Linked DNA regions of Rattus norvegicus: all the other regions are linked to region 1. A link is a contact called in public Hi-C data. All regions are on one chromosome and are shown on one strand. Each heading gives the region's core, a stretch centred on a gene start, on an enhancer-like site or on the middle of the called end of the contact. The rest is flanking DNA. Distances are from core to core; before and after follow the strand shown. Region 1 holds the start of Tle3 (TLE family member 3, transcriptional corepressor). Region 2 overlaps LOC102551127 (a long non-coding RNA gene). Region 3 has its middle 210 kb from the start of Rplp1.

What was found. Hi-C and Micro-C count contacts between places; a contact is called where the count stands out from the background.
Region 2: a Hi-C map of frontal cortex shows a contact between it and region 1, with 2.2 times the contacts expected there. The contact joins the enhancer-like site here to the promoter of Tle3 in region 1. A contact is called at or near these places in 4 of 12 Hi-C or Micro-C datasets (Schwann cells, frontal cortex, kidney and 1 more).
Region 3: a contact with region 1 is called in a Hi-C map of liver, with 5 times the contacts expected there. The contact joins the enhancer-like site here to the promoter of Tle3 in region 1. A contact is called at or near these places in 8 of 12 Hi-C or Micro-C datasets (the A7r5 cell line, the Rat2 cell line, Schwann cells and 4 more) and 1 of 1 datasets of contacts at active chromatin or transcription factors (oligodendrocytes).

What each region holds. Positions count from the first base shown.
Region 1 is chr8:70,751,993-70,756,149 of GRCr8, reverse strand. It overlaps Tle3 (TLE family member 3, transcriptional corepressor), which reads right to left and starts at 2,373. Exons shown (of 20, transcript NM_053400.2): 1 at 1,616-2,373; 2 at 1,022-1,122; 3 at 499-562. The coding sequence starts at 1,639.
Region 2 is chr8:70,424,218-70,428,374 of GRCr8, reverse strand. LOC102551127 (a long non-coding RNA gene) reads right to left here. Exons shown (of 4, transcript XR_005488237.2): 1 at 1,357-4,157; 2 at 719-811. Among named protein-coding and RNA genes, the nearest start is that of Uaca, 270 kb to the right of the region's middle. Within about 2 kb of position 2,019, at least 37 of the 93 cell types and tissues checked have an H3K27ac peak or open chromatin away from gene starts, as enhancers often do.
Region 3 is chr8:71,079,704-71,083,860 of GRCr8, reverse strand. No RefSeq gene overlaps it. Among named protein-coding and RNA genes, the nearest start is that of Rplp1, 210 kb to the left of the region's middle. Within about 2 kb of position 1,995, at least 19 of the 93 cell types and tissues checked have an H3K27ac peak or open chromatin away from gene starts, as enhancers often do. A contact at or near this core is called in liver, where this site is marked.

The DNA of each region.
Region 1 (4,157 bases), core at 1,124-3,623:
CTAACTGGGGGAGGAGGGCCAGACTCCCAACTGAGGAAATCTTGAGGAGGGGACACAGAGGCAGAGGGCTTTAAACAGCTCCTCCAATCTAGAAAAACTCTGGGTTGGGCAGGCGCTTCTGTCCCATTCTAGCTAGGATCCCAGCTGCCAAACAAAAGTTTCCGAACACTCCCAAGAGGCCTCCAGAAGGGATTTTTATACAACTCTGACACCGGCTCATCCAACTCTTGTGTTACTAACCAGTTTAAGGCAACCAGCCCTCTGGGAAACCTTCAAAACACAACTGACATGCTCTTTACAAAGGTGGCCAGTAATGTGGGTTTGTTTCTCTTTCTGCCCGGGCTCCAAGTGGCAGGGAAGAGGAAGCCGAAGAAGAGAGCCCTTCAGGGGACTGTCCTGAAGCTGGGCCTAGCTCTGGCCTTCGACTGTCCCAGCTGGACCCTAAGCCTGGGTGCCCTGCCCTGCCCTCCCTTCTCCCTGCAGCGGGTTGCCTCTCACCATCACATAATGGCGCTGCATCTCTGTCTTCTCGTTCGCCAGCTTGTCGTACTCCACTTTGAGGCTGTGAGGGCAAGAGAAGGCTCTCAGTCCTGGTGCTTACATGGTCCCCTTCGAGACCCGGACCCTAGGGACTCACAGAGCCACTTCACTTGCCCGGCACTCTGAGTACCCCCATTATCCAGCATCCTCAGGACAGTGGGAATGGGTGCCTACCACCCGGAGCCTGGCCGTACCAACTCCAAACTTCTCTTGATCTGACGAGGGGACTCGCCTCGGCCACGCGGGGGCGGGCCCGGACGCTGGCGCAAGACCCCGACCCTCGACAGGACGGGCTTTGGGAGCTGGGCGACTGCGGAACGCAAAGGGTTAAGGCTGTGCGCTCCGAGAGGGGAAACAAAAGGCGGAGGCCCTGCGGCCCCGCAGTCGGGGGTCGACGTCCCCTTCGGGCCCTGCGGGGGGTAGCAGGAGCGCGCCAGGCCGCCCTCCACGTCAGCCCGGGCCCACCCCCCACCCGCCTTACCTGTGATACTGAGCTTGCAGGAACTGGAATTCGTCTTTGATCCTGTCACAGGACTCGGCCACAGTGAATTTAAATCCTGGCTGCCCGGGTTGATGGGGTGCCTGGAGCCCACAAGGACGACATAGGGGAGAGGAGTGGGCACATCAGAAGGGCTCCACGCGGCCCCGTGCATCCGCTGGGTCCCTGGCCCCTCCCCGCCGGGAGCCACCGGCAAGGCCACCACCCCACAGCCCAGAACCTTCCCAGCAAGTTTTTCAACGCTCTCCCGACAGGACCGGGAAGCGGGCATATCGACCACCCCCAAAGCCAGAAGGGCTCCCGTGGCCAAGTGCCGAGGGAGCGAGTTGGAAGACTTAGGAGAGGGGCCCAGGGCGGGAGCCCACGTTCCCCTCCAACGCAGGCCGCCCGGGCCACTCGAGCGCAATTACCCTTGGCTCTCTACGGCGCCCCCACCCACCCAGCCCCTTTGTGTGAGCGCACACACACGCGCGCGCACCATAAAGGTAGCAACAAGCAAAATGGAGGTGCTAGATAAACTGCCTCGTTTACCCTGCCATGATAGATGCTTAAATAAGCCTACTTGCAATTACTCACCGGATGTCTGCCTTGCGGATACATGGCAGGGAGGGGTCGCGATTCCGAGAGCTTGGAAGCGCTGAGAGCCCGAGCCGGGGACGTGCGGGGGAGGGGGGAGGCGAGCCCGAGCGGGGGGCGGCCGGGGAACCGAGAGCTCGCCCCCGGCCCCCCCAGCCCGCTCTCGCAGCGAAATCCCAGAGTCGGGCGTGCGCCCCAAGTGCAGACAAAGAGCGGCGGAGCGAGCGGCAAAGTCGTCGGCGGGCTCGCGCTTTGTGCGCCTAAGGCTCGGCCGGCTGCGGCCGGCCACCTTCCCCCGGCTGCGTGGACAGTGTCAGAAGCCGGGTCTGCGTGGACATCATCGGCTCCCTGGCAGCTCCAGAGCAGGATCCCGAGGCCCGGAGGTTGGGGGGTGGGTTTCTCTTGTCCCCTCACGGGTCAATCAGCACGATGAGGCTGGAGGGGGGGGGGCGCGTCTGGGCAGCTCGGAGCATCCGGGGCGCGCGGGTCAAATCCCAGAGGCGGTCGGGCCCGGAGTCGCGGGGAGAAGAAAAAGGAAGCAGGCCACCGAGGTGACGGCTTGAGGACCGTGGGTGAGGGCTAGAGCCCAGCGAGGGCGCTTCGACGCCCCCCCCTCCCCTCGGAGAAGAGAGCCTGCTGCTCTGTCTGCTCCAGCCGCCGCCGCCAGTCCTTCCCAGGGCCGAGGAGGAACTCCGGGTTAGTCGGTGCAAATAATGGGCCGTGGCATCCTAACTCCAGCCGGCATAGGAAGCCTCGGCGAAGGGGTCTTCTTTGCTCTCAAGTGAATCGGCTGCGTCTCCGGCGGGGAGCGGTCGGCGTCCCTGCTGCCTAGGAGCGCGCAGGCTGGAGAGCACCGGAGGGGGAGACGTAGCCTGAGCCCGGGAGCTCTGCGGCTTCTTTCCTTCCTCCCAGCCTGGCTCTCCTCTCCGCGCCCCGCCAAACCCCCAAAACACACAAACACACGCACTCAACACACACACGTACACGCACTCAAAAAAAAAAAAAAAGTGGCTCGGACCTGCGGATACCACACACAGACAGGCGAAGGGGGCCGAGCACGAGGTCTGAACTGCCGCGAGAGCAGTTCCAAATAGGGACTGAAAAGTAACAAAATAATGTGGCGGCTTCGCCTAGCGTTGGCCAATGGGAATGCGAGGCTCCCACGTGGGGCCACGGGACTCGGACTGCGACTGGGCGCCGCCGGGCGCGACGTCACAATGCCCTCTTGTGTCTAAAACTATGCATGAAAAGTAGCAATCAGGCCCTACCCGCTGGTGACTTTCGCTTGGGAGTGAAAAACAGCGCTCCTCACATCAGGAATTAACCGAAAGACATATAATAAATAGATATATATTATAGTCCTGGGCAGCTAGGTTTTTTTCCTCTTTTTTTTTCCCACGATCTAGTAGCAAATAATTATTTGGCGGGAGGGGAGAAAGAGAAAACGAATAACAACAAAAGGGGGAAAAAGGACAAGCTGTACAATCCTTAAAACCTGTGGCTGGTAGTAATGGATCAGTTGATTCTGCAGAGGCGGCGAACGATTGCTCCCCTCTAATCTCATTAGGGTTGCAAAGCAGCCCAATTAGATACTATAAAACAAACAGAATCACTTTGTCAGTTTAATGTTTTCACTTCAAAAGATTTAGGACCGATAAAATGCTGGCTCCCAAAGTTACCTCCGACCTCTAAGACTGTTCTCCAAACTGAGTTTCTCTTTCTTTTATCCGTTTCTGTCCCCTCTCCCACCCTTGGGCGCCCTGCTTTTCTCCTTTGTTCATTCGCCCTTCTTCTCAGAAAGCCAAATAAACAGCGCCTCTGATGCACGGCGGCTGCCGGCGAGGGGGAAGTCTGAGAACTCTGGCTTGGCGGGCCGCGCAGATGGAAGGGCCCGGCTGTCTGCGGACAACTGGCTCAGTAGTGCGGCTAGCCCCACTTGGGGCTTTTGCCCTTTGGGGACAGCTACATCCTGGCCGCAGCCTTGCCAAGGCGGTTTCCTCAGCTGTGCTCCGGGCCCGAGATGGTGAAGAAGGGAATGCACGAAGTTGGGGCCCTCCCGGCTACGACCCTGAGTCCCGACCCCGTTTCTTGGCCTGCTGGTCTGCCCGGGCACATGCGTCGACAGCCACCCGTAGAAGAGCGACTGCGAGCCTGGAGTGGCCACGGTCACCAGCCTCGACACCCAAGGAGGAATAAACATTCGACTCTGGGGCCCAACTAAATGCTCGCAGACAAGGGTCACGTCGGGGCACACTGCCCACCCTATGTCCTCGGGCCTCGGAGAGGCAACGCCGAGTGGGCCGCCCAGGTGTCCTCGGGTCCCTCCCCGCTTTCCCACCGAGCTTGCACGCAAGCATACACTCCTGGCCCGCTGCGGGCGCGCGCGCCTCGCGCGCCCCCGGAATCTATATTTTCCCCTCATTAGGAGCCTGAGTTTCGCGTTTGCATCTTAATGAGTAGCTGGGAGCGCGCGGGGACCTCCACGTGAGCGGCCGCCCCGAGATGGAGCCTCTCAGAGCCCGCTCAGGCCTCGACCGCGCTC
Region 2 (4,157 bases), core at 770-3,269, 330 kb after region 1:
GTGTGCACACACATAAAACATGCAAAGGCAGCACAGGTACTTGTGCTCATGTACACACACACACACACACACACACACACACACACACACACACACTTCACCTGAAGGACAGATGGTCTGGGCTACCTCTCAGCTTCTATGCCGTCCTTTGGTCAGAGGGCAAGAGACAGTAAGAACCAGGACCTACCTGCTGGTTTCCCAAGTCCTCAGCCTAGATTTTGATACCATGAGCCCAGCCCTCAACCACCCTGCCTTTTTTTTCTTTCTCTCAGCCCAGCTTCTGGGCCCAGCTCTTCTCAGTGTGGGGCTGTGGGTTGTGGATAACTGGTCCCTGCCTATGGCGGTGAGTAAGTCACCTCAGTTTCCTTAGCTGTAAATTATGGGGACAAATACCTCCTCCAGAGAGTTATGACACTGCACGAGAGCCATTTGTCAACTGCGAAGCCCCTCAAGGTTGTTAGGCACAGAGCTCAGTCATGTGGTCAGCAGACAGACCGCTAAGTGTATCCGTTTCTCTCAGACTACTCATTGTCAGCCTGCAAGCTCAGCAGTCAGGGCACCGAGACAGGAGAATTGCTGCGTATGCCACATCTGCCTGGGCTACGCATAGGTAGTTCCAGACCAGTCTGGGATGCAGTGTGAGACCCTGACTCAAAACAAAATAAAACATAACAAAGTAAGACAACAGAATCCAGTCTCTCCATGGAAGGGGTCTCACATTTCAGAAGTGAAGCTGCAGAGCCCGTCGAAGGTCACCCTGTCCACAGATGCTGCCCTGCTCCTGGATGAAGATGGGGCACTGCTCTTCTTCCTGGAAAGGAGCCAGACTGGGCTACAGAGTGGCTGCTACCTGGGGTTGGGAGCCCAGCAGCTCTGGGTCCACAATAGGAAGGGAGCAGAGAGCATATTCAAAGCCTTTCTCCCCCTCAGCCTTTCCCAAATGGACATCTGGCCTCCCGAACTGGCCTGACACATGGGTCTGTTCCCCTGGCCAGATCCCAAAGGGGAGAAAGACTCCATGCCAAGCCCCTTGTTTTCTCCCTGGTCTGACGCAGATTAAGTAGAGCGACACCAACCCCTGCTTTCCATTTTGCTGTATCAAAGTTCCCAGGGACAGTTACTACACAGAACCCCACAACCACAGGGGCAATGGGGTGGGGCAATCAGAACAACCCAGACTACACAATTGTTCACCGCGCTCTGTATCATCCTGGGTCCCTGTCCCTCCAGGCAAGTGTATGCATCTTGTACCCACCCCCATACCCACTTCCAGTCCTGTGGGAGGCCCTGGCACTGAGTTTAGAACCTGCCTGCTGCAAAGCACATGAGGCCAGCCAGTGGCTTCCTCCTCCTTACCTTCCCCCAGCTTTCTGCTCCTCTCAGAACTCCAGCACCCCTGCAAGCCCCACAGCTCCCACAGAGCTTCTGCAGATCCACCCCCAGCAAGAGGGATGTGTTCTGAATCCTTTCACTGTCTAACTCAAGGAGGAGGAGGGAGGAGAGGAGAGAAGGGGGAAGGAGGAGGGGGAGAAGGGGAGAGGAGGAGGGGGAAAGAAGGAGAGAAGGGAAAAGGGGAGAAGAAAAAAGGAGAAGAGGAGGAAGTAGGGGAGGAAGAAGTAGAAGAAGAGGAGGGGGGAGGGGGGAGGGGGGAGGGAGAAGGAAGCTTGGCAAAACTTGCCTAGTGGGGAGGAGAAAGGAGGGGGCCTGCCTGGGCACAGAACAGAAGTCCCCGATGCACTGTGGCTGCCTTGTGGTTCCAGCCCGAGGCTCCTGCAAGCACACTGTGGTTGAGCATGATAACCGGCGAGACGATTCGGAGAATTTCAGAAGGTTTTGTAATAAAAGGTGACAGACAGCACAAAGCCTGCGATAACAAGATGCAGGGGCTCGGTGCCAAGAAGCTGGGCAGCAGGGACAAGGAGGGCTCACCAGGGCAGGCTGGAAGGAGAAAGAAAACCCACTCCATTCCCGTCAAGGGAAACAAAATGGAGGCTTCCTCCTTGGCTTTGGAGTCAGGGCAGTGAATGCGCTTGGAAGGACTCACTTGCTCCTGTCTGGGGTGCCCCTGTGAGGATAACAGAGATGAGTCAGGCCCATCCCTTTCTGGGCAAGCCAAGTCTGCTCAGGAATTTCACTTATCCCCAGGCCCAGGCCAGCGCCCACCAGGGTCAGCTCTCACAGGTCTCTCCCAGCAGCCATCCCCTTCTCTCTCCCTAGTCATCAATATCACATGACCCTGTTGGAGAAGGCAGGTAAGGAGGGCAGCACCAGATGGGTGGCTGAGAGGGACAGCCTGGCAGGGCCTAGGATGTGTGGCCCACGAGGCAGACACTCATGGACACTCAGTAGCTGTGGGAGATGTCTCCATCTCACTGTACACATGGAAGGCTGCCTCTCTTAGGTACCACCTGTCTCTCAGCAGCATCCTTCCTTCTCATGCTCACTGGTGGGATCTTCCCTCCAGATGTTCCCTCAGCTATGGTGGCTCAGTGCCTTTGCACATACTGACCTCCTACTCAAAACAACCACCCCTTTACTGTCTGCCTTGCTCTCCCTTGGAGACCCTGTTCAAACCATGTGTGTGTGTCCATCACTTCTGTACGGACTCCTGAGCCCTCACAGCAGGACTAACCTCCAGCTTCTCCACCAGGCTGACCATGTAGCCATCTGCTTTGCCCGAGTCTCCACTGAAGCCAGGTGTTCTGCCTTCTGCCTTCCATTCAGGTTCTAAGGAGAGGAGCTACATCTTAAATTACCTCTGGCTTCCAAAGTCTAGCTCAGAACCACGCGTTCTGGGCAGGTGGATGGGTGAAGCTGATGTTTTTATTATGTAGCAAGCTCAAAGGTTTCAGTGTTGAAGGTTTTTTCCCTAACTGGTAGCTCTCTTTTAGGAGGAGTGGGAGCTCTCTGGGGTAGGACCTAATGGAAGGAGGCAGATCTCTAGGGGCGTGCCTTTGAAGGGCATGTTTTGTCTCTAGCCCTTCCTCTGTCTCTCCGTGTGCCCTGGCTGCCACGGGGTGAGCTGTTCTGCTTATCTATTTCTTTCTACCACGATACCTCATCTCACCACAAATCCACAGTGATGGGGCCAAGCAACATGGGCTGAGATCTCCAAAACCATGAGCTAAAATAAATCTTGTCTCCTGTAAGTTATATGGGGTGTGTGTATGTGTGTATGTGTGTTTACATACATAATTGATATATGTATATCTGTAGGGATGGGATGGGTGGATGGACAGACAGACAGATGGATGGACAGATAGACATACAGATGGACAGACGGACATGTGGATGGAAGGATGGGATGAAGGCAGGAACTGGTCAGAAGAGGGCTCCAGGATACCTCCAGGTAGAGCAAGCACTTTACAGACCCACCATACAATTCAAGCCCAGGAAAGGAAGAACTGTACATATGATATGTCCCTTGGGCATGTACCTCCCCTCAGATTGGAGGCAGGGGAATCTCACTGTCTAACAGAAAGCCTTTTGCTTTGCCTTTTGCATGCGAGGCTCTGGCTAGGTTTCTCCTCACCCCTAAGTAGACTTTTAGACCTTGGGTCCTGAATATCTATTTATTGTTGTTTAGACCTCAGGCCTAGACAGTATCATGGGAACCCAATTTTCTCCTTAGAAACACACCAAAAGATGACAGCCTCTCTGCTTTGAAAGCCTCCCCACTTCCAGCCTGCCACAGTCAGAAACAGAAGGCAGAGGGCTTGATCCCAAATCAGGTCATTGGTCCTCTCTCGGGGAATTTCCCTAGGCTTCCCCCACATAAAGCCCTCCTACCAGCTGCAGCTACATCAATGCCTACCCCCACGAAGGCACCCCACATAGAGGCACAGATAGATACCCAACAATCAAAACAGACACCAGCCACAAGCCAGAGTAGTTGCAGGACTGAGGAAGTGACCAGGAGCTGACAGGAACTGGTTTGAACCAGGCCCATTTGTTTTGGCTCTGTCTGACTCTAAGCCACCGAGGAAGTAAATGGTTCAACCCTGGTGCACTAGAGCCCCTATGGGACCTCTGAAAACCATGCCTTTTCTTGGCTGGATCTATTGCTAAGCAGACAGAAACCCCACCATGTAGCCCAGCCTGGGCCCCACACAGGCCCAGACACACTCACAAACTAGCAGACCATGACTTCCTGGCCC
Region 3 (4,157 bases), core at 746-3,245, 330 kb before region 1:
TCCACACTGAGATCCCCTGCAATTTAGAGGCTCTGTGGTCGATGAGAGGAAACCACCAGGCAGGGGCTCAGGAGACTTGGCCTGGAGCATCCATCGCTCGTGACCCACAGAGCCTGGCGGAAGAGATACACTCTGGGGCTCAGTAGACTGGGCCCGCAGCACTGCATGTGACTCACTGAACCTAGTGGAAGATGTACACCCATGCAAGGAAACTGAGGCCTTCTCCATCCCACCACCACAGGGCCTCTAACCACTTCCGGTTTCACAGACTTCACTTGTGTACTTATTTTTTCCCCCTTTCTCTCGTTTACTGGTATTAATTTTAGCAATCGACGAATTCCCATTTTGTCGTTTTCCGTTTGCCTGTTTCACTAATTTAATGATATACATTCAACACTTTTATTCTTAGTTTGTCTTCCTTAATAACAAGGGCTTTTGAAACTGTATTTTTTCTTGAGGTCAGATTTTCTCAGGGTCCTTTAGATTTCAGAAAAAAATTTCCTCTCTTTATCAGTTTCTCTACGGTTTTGTATATGTGTTTATGTGTGTGCATGTAAGCACAGGGGTGTGTGTGTGTGTGTGTGTGTGTGTGTGTGTGTGTGTAGGCCAGAGGAAGTTGGCAAATGTCTTCTTTTGCCCTCCCCCTAATTTTTATTATTTTTTTAAGATTTATTTATTTTATATATACAAGTTCACTGTAGCTGTCTTCAGACACACCAGAAGAAGCATTGAATGCCATTACAGATGGTTGTGAGCCACTATGTGGTTACTGAGAATTGAACTCAGGACCTCTGGAGGAGTAGTCAGTGCTCTTAACCGCTGAGCCATCTCTCCAGCCCCCTTATTTTAATTTTTTTCTTTTTTTTTTTTTCGGAGCTGGGGACTGAACCCAGGGCCTCGCGCTTGCTAGGCGAGTGCTCTACCACTGAGCTAAATCCCCAACCCCTTATTTTAATTTTTTAAGACATATTTTATTATACAAATGTTTGTATTGTACCATGCATATGCAGGTGCCTGAAGAGGCCAGAAGAAGGTTGGACCTCAGGAACAGTCGGTTGTGAGCCACTTAATGTGGGTGCTGGGGGACAAACGCAAGTCCTTAGGGAGAGAAGAAAGCACTCAGGACCACTGATCCACCTTCCCAACCTTCTCACTTTAGCTTTAGACAGTCTCTCCCTGAACCTACAGCTCACTGAATCATCTGGGCTGGACAACCTCAAGCTCCAGGGATCTCCTGTTTCAGCCTCCTTGATGCTGGGATAGAAAGAGCATGCTACTAAGCCAGGCCTTTTCATGGCTTCTGGGGATCAAACTCAGATCGTGTGCCCTTTTAAGGAGAGCACATGCATGTTTAACATGAACCCATGGCAACGCCAGGAGCTGGCCTTGGTTATGGAATGGAATAGAAGATGGGGAGGGGTCTTGGAGAAGACAGTCCTGGCTTTTCCTTCAACCAGGTGCTGGCACACTCTGGAGCTGCGATTTGGGGTCACTGTTGACCTCTCAGAGCCTCGGGTTTGTTGTCTCTAAATTAGGAACAAAGGACCTGAAACTCATGGAAATCAAGTTTGAGGAAGGGAGGAAGGAAGACAAGAATAGAGGGAGAAGAGAAAGGAGAGCTGGAGAGGAGAGAAAGGAAGGAAAGAAAGACAGGACGGGACAGGATGGGACAGGACAGAACTGGACGGACAGTAGAAGGGCTGAGGGAAAGCAGGGAGGGAGGAAAAAGAGTGGGGTGGCAGCTTGCCACCAATTCACACCCAGGGTGTGAGGAGAGGAGAAAGTGGTCAGCCTCTCCTGAGTTCTGACAGGCTGAGTGAGGAGCCCCTCCTTCAGACCGGGGAAGCTCAGAGATTTGGACAAGCAGAGAGCTGAGGGGAAGTTGGCCAGGCTGAGAAGGAAGGACTGACAGGAAATGCAAGAGTGAGTGATGAGCCTTGGAAGGGGAAGGTGGTGGCCTTGGAGGCTGGGCTGGACTTTGTGTCCTATGCAGCAGAAAGCTGAGAGGAAGACTGACTAAGCTGAGGCAACTGCAGGGCAATGGGCAAGAGTGGAGGCAGGCTGTGGAGTCCTGGAATTCAGGCTTGAGAGACACTTGTCTGAGGCCAGGCCAGGCCATCAGACAGCAGACACCAAAGTTGGGGACAGATCCTGGCACCCCTTCCCCAGCATAAGCCTCCCTGGCTCTGGAGAGGTGCAGGAAAGCCAGGGGACATTGCCACACCTGCAGGAGTGAGCTCCTCAGGCCTGTGAATTTCTAGTGTTTTCCTATGGGGTCCCCTGGGCTTCCAGGAACAGCTTTTTTGCTTATGAGATGACCTAAGGGTAGGCAGACTTTCACAAAACCCCAGGGTGACTGCTTGGGCCATACCCCTGAAGAATTAGAAGCTGGAAACCCAAAGTCAGGCCTGTGGCTCTGTTACCCTCCTCCCTGCTTCTGTTCCTCTTTCCTTGTCCCTGCCCTTCCTGACTGACAACTGGTTCTACATGCTCCTACTCCTAACCCCCCTGTAGGAACCACCAGGGAGGGAAACTCAGCCTGGCTGGAGGGGCCTGGGAAAATCTGACTGGCTATACCAAGCAATAGGTGGGCATCAGCTGCTGCGGGGAGAGCTCCCACCATCTCCCACCCCCTCCTTCAGTTCTGCAGCCACATGACGATAGTCTTTAGACAACATGACTCCTTAGGGGAGGGGATACCCTCTAAGGTTGTCTCTTCTGTGTAAACCGGGACCCCAAGTCGTGTGCATGCCCCAAGTGAGTGTGGGAGGGGGCCCACCCTCAAGGCAGAATCCACAGGTTTCTGCACTCACTGGGTCAGAGGAGACTAACGATTTAAGAAAATGCTGAACAATCCTAGTGCCTTGTGATTATAGCCAGTGAAGGCAGGGAGAGAATCTGACCGGAGTTCAGGAGGGGCACGGCAGGTTGGGCCGCTGCCACGGCTTCCTCCTGGTGCTGGTCTGGAATGGGGCCATGACTGCTTCGGTAAGGGGTTTGTCACACAGGCACGAGAACCTGAGTTTAATCCCCAGAACACCCATAAGGAGTGACAGCAAGCAGACACAGTGAGGTGTGCTTCAAACACTAACACAGAGGAAACAGAGACAGGCAGATCCTGGGGCTCACTGGCCAGCTTAGCCTAGCCTGTCTGGCAAGTTCTAGGCCAGTGATAAGGCCTGCCTCAAATAAAAGGTGGCCCTAATCTGAGGAAGGACTTCTGGGGAGCTAGGGTTGCTCTTTTGCTTCTCAGGTTCCTTCATACTTCGTGCAGCACCTGTGTGAGGAGGAACCCCAGATGTTCCGCCATTTTCCCCCAGTGGGGAGTAGGCTTTATACATTTTTGGCTCATGCTGCCTTAAACTGGACTTCCAAGAGGTCCTTACAGACCCAGAAGACTCTGCAAGCTTTCTCCTGCAGAATGCATTTCTAAAATGGTATAGGAGGCCAACTGCAGCTGAGGAACCCGGGAAAGCATCACACTGGGTGTGAACGCAGGCTTTTGCGTCTATGTGGTGGCCAACTCATTGGAGAGAGGCTGTGACAGTAGCCAAGCATACAGCCTCTGGGTCTACTTAGTCAGGAAGCTCAGGTCAGTGTCTGAGTCTCCCAAGCCTCAAGTTTCTCATCTGCCCATCGGAACAACAAATGGAACAAGAAGAAGCCATAGTCCACAGGATTTAAAGAGACCAGGAGAAAGCGGCCAGTGCTGACAGGCTCAGTGAGACGCTGAGCCTTATTGATTGACTCTACAAAGCCTTAGCCCAGCCTCTCTTAACTTATTGGCAGCTGCGATTTGTCTAAGATAAGGACCACTACTTTTGGACTCCTACCCACAAGTACCCTCTGTAGGATTCTCTTTGGTTCTTACTTTTCCTGTGGGTGCTCCTTGCAAGAGTCAAAAACCCAAGACCTCATCATCCCTTTGGGATCAGATCCACCCTCCTTTGCCACAGCTTTGCAGTGGATCTAGGAATGAAACTCTCCCTCCCTTTGCCCTCATATTCATGTGAACCTAGAAGACCAGCATGGCCCTCTAACATCGTGGCCACTGGGTCATCAGTTCAGTCTGTGAACCTCAGTTGTGGGACCTCAGTTTTTCTGTGCCTCAGTTTCCTTGTGTGTCAAATGGAGGGAGTAACACAAAGGACTTTCCT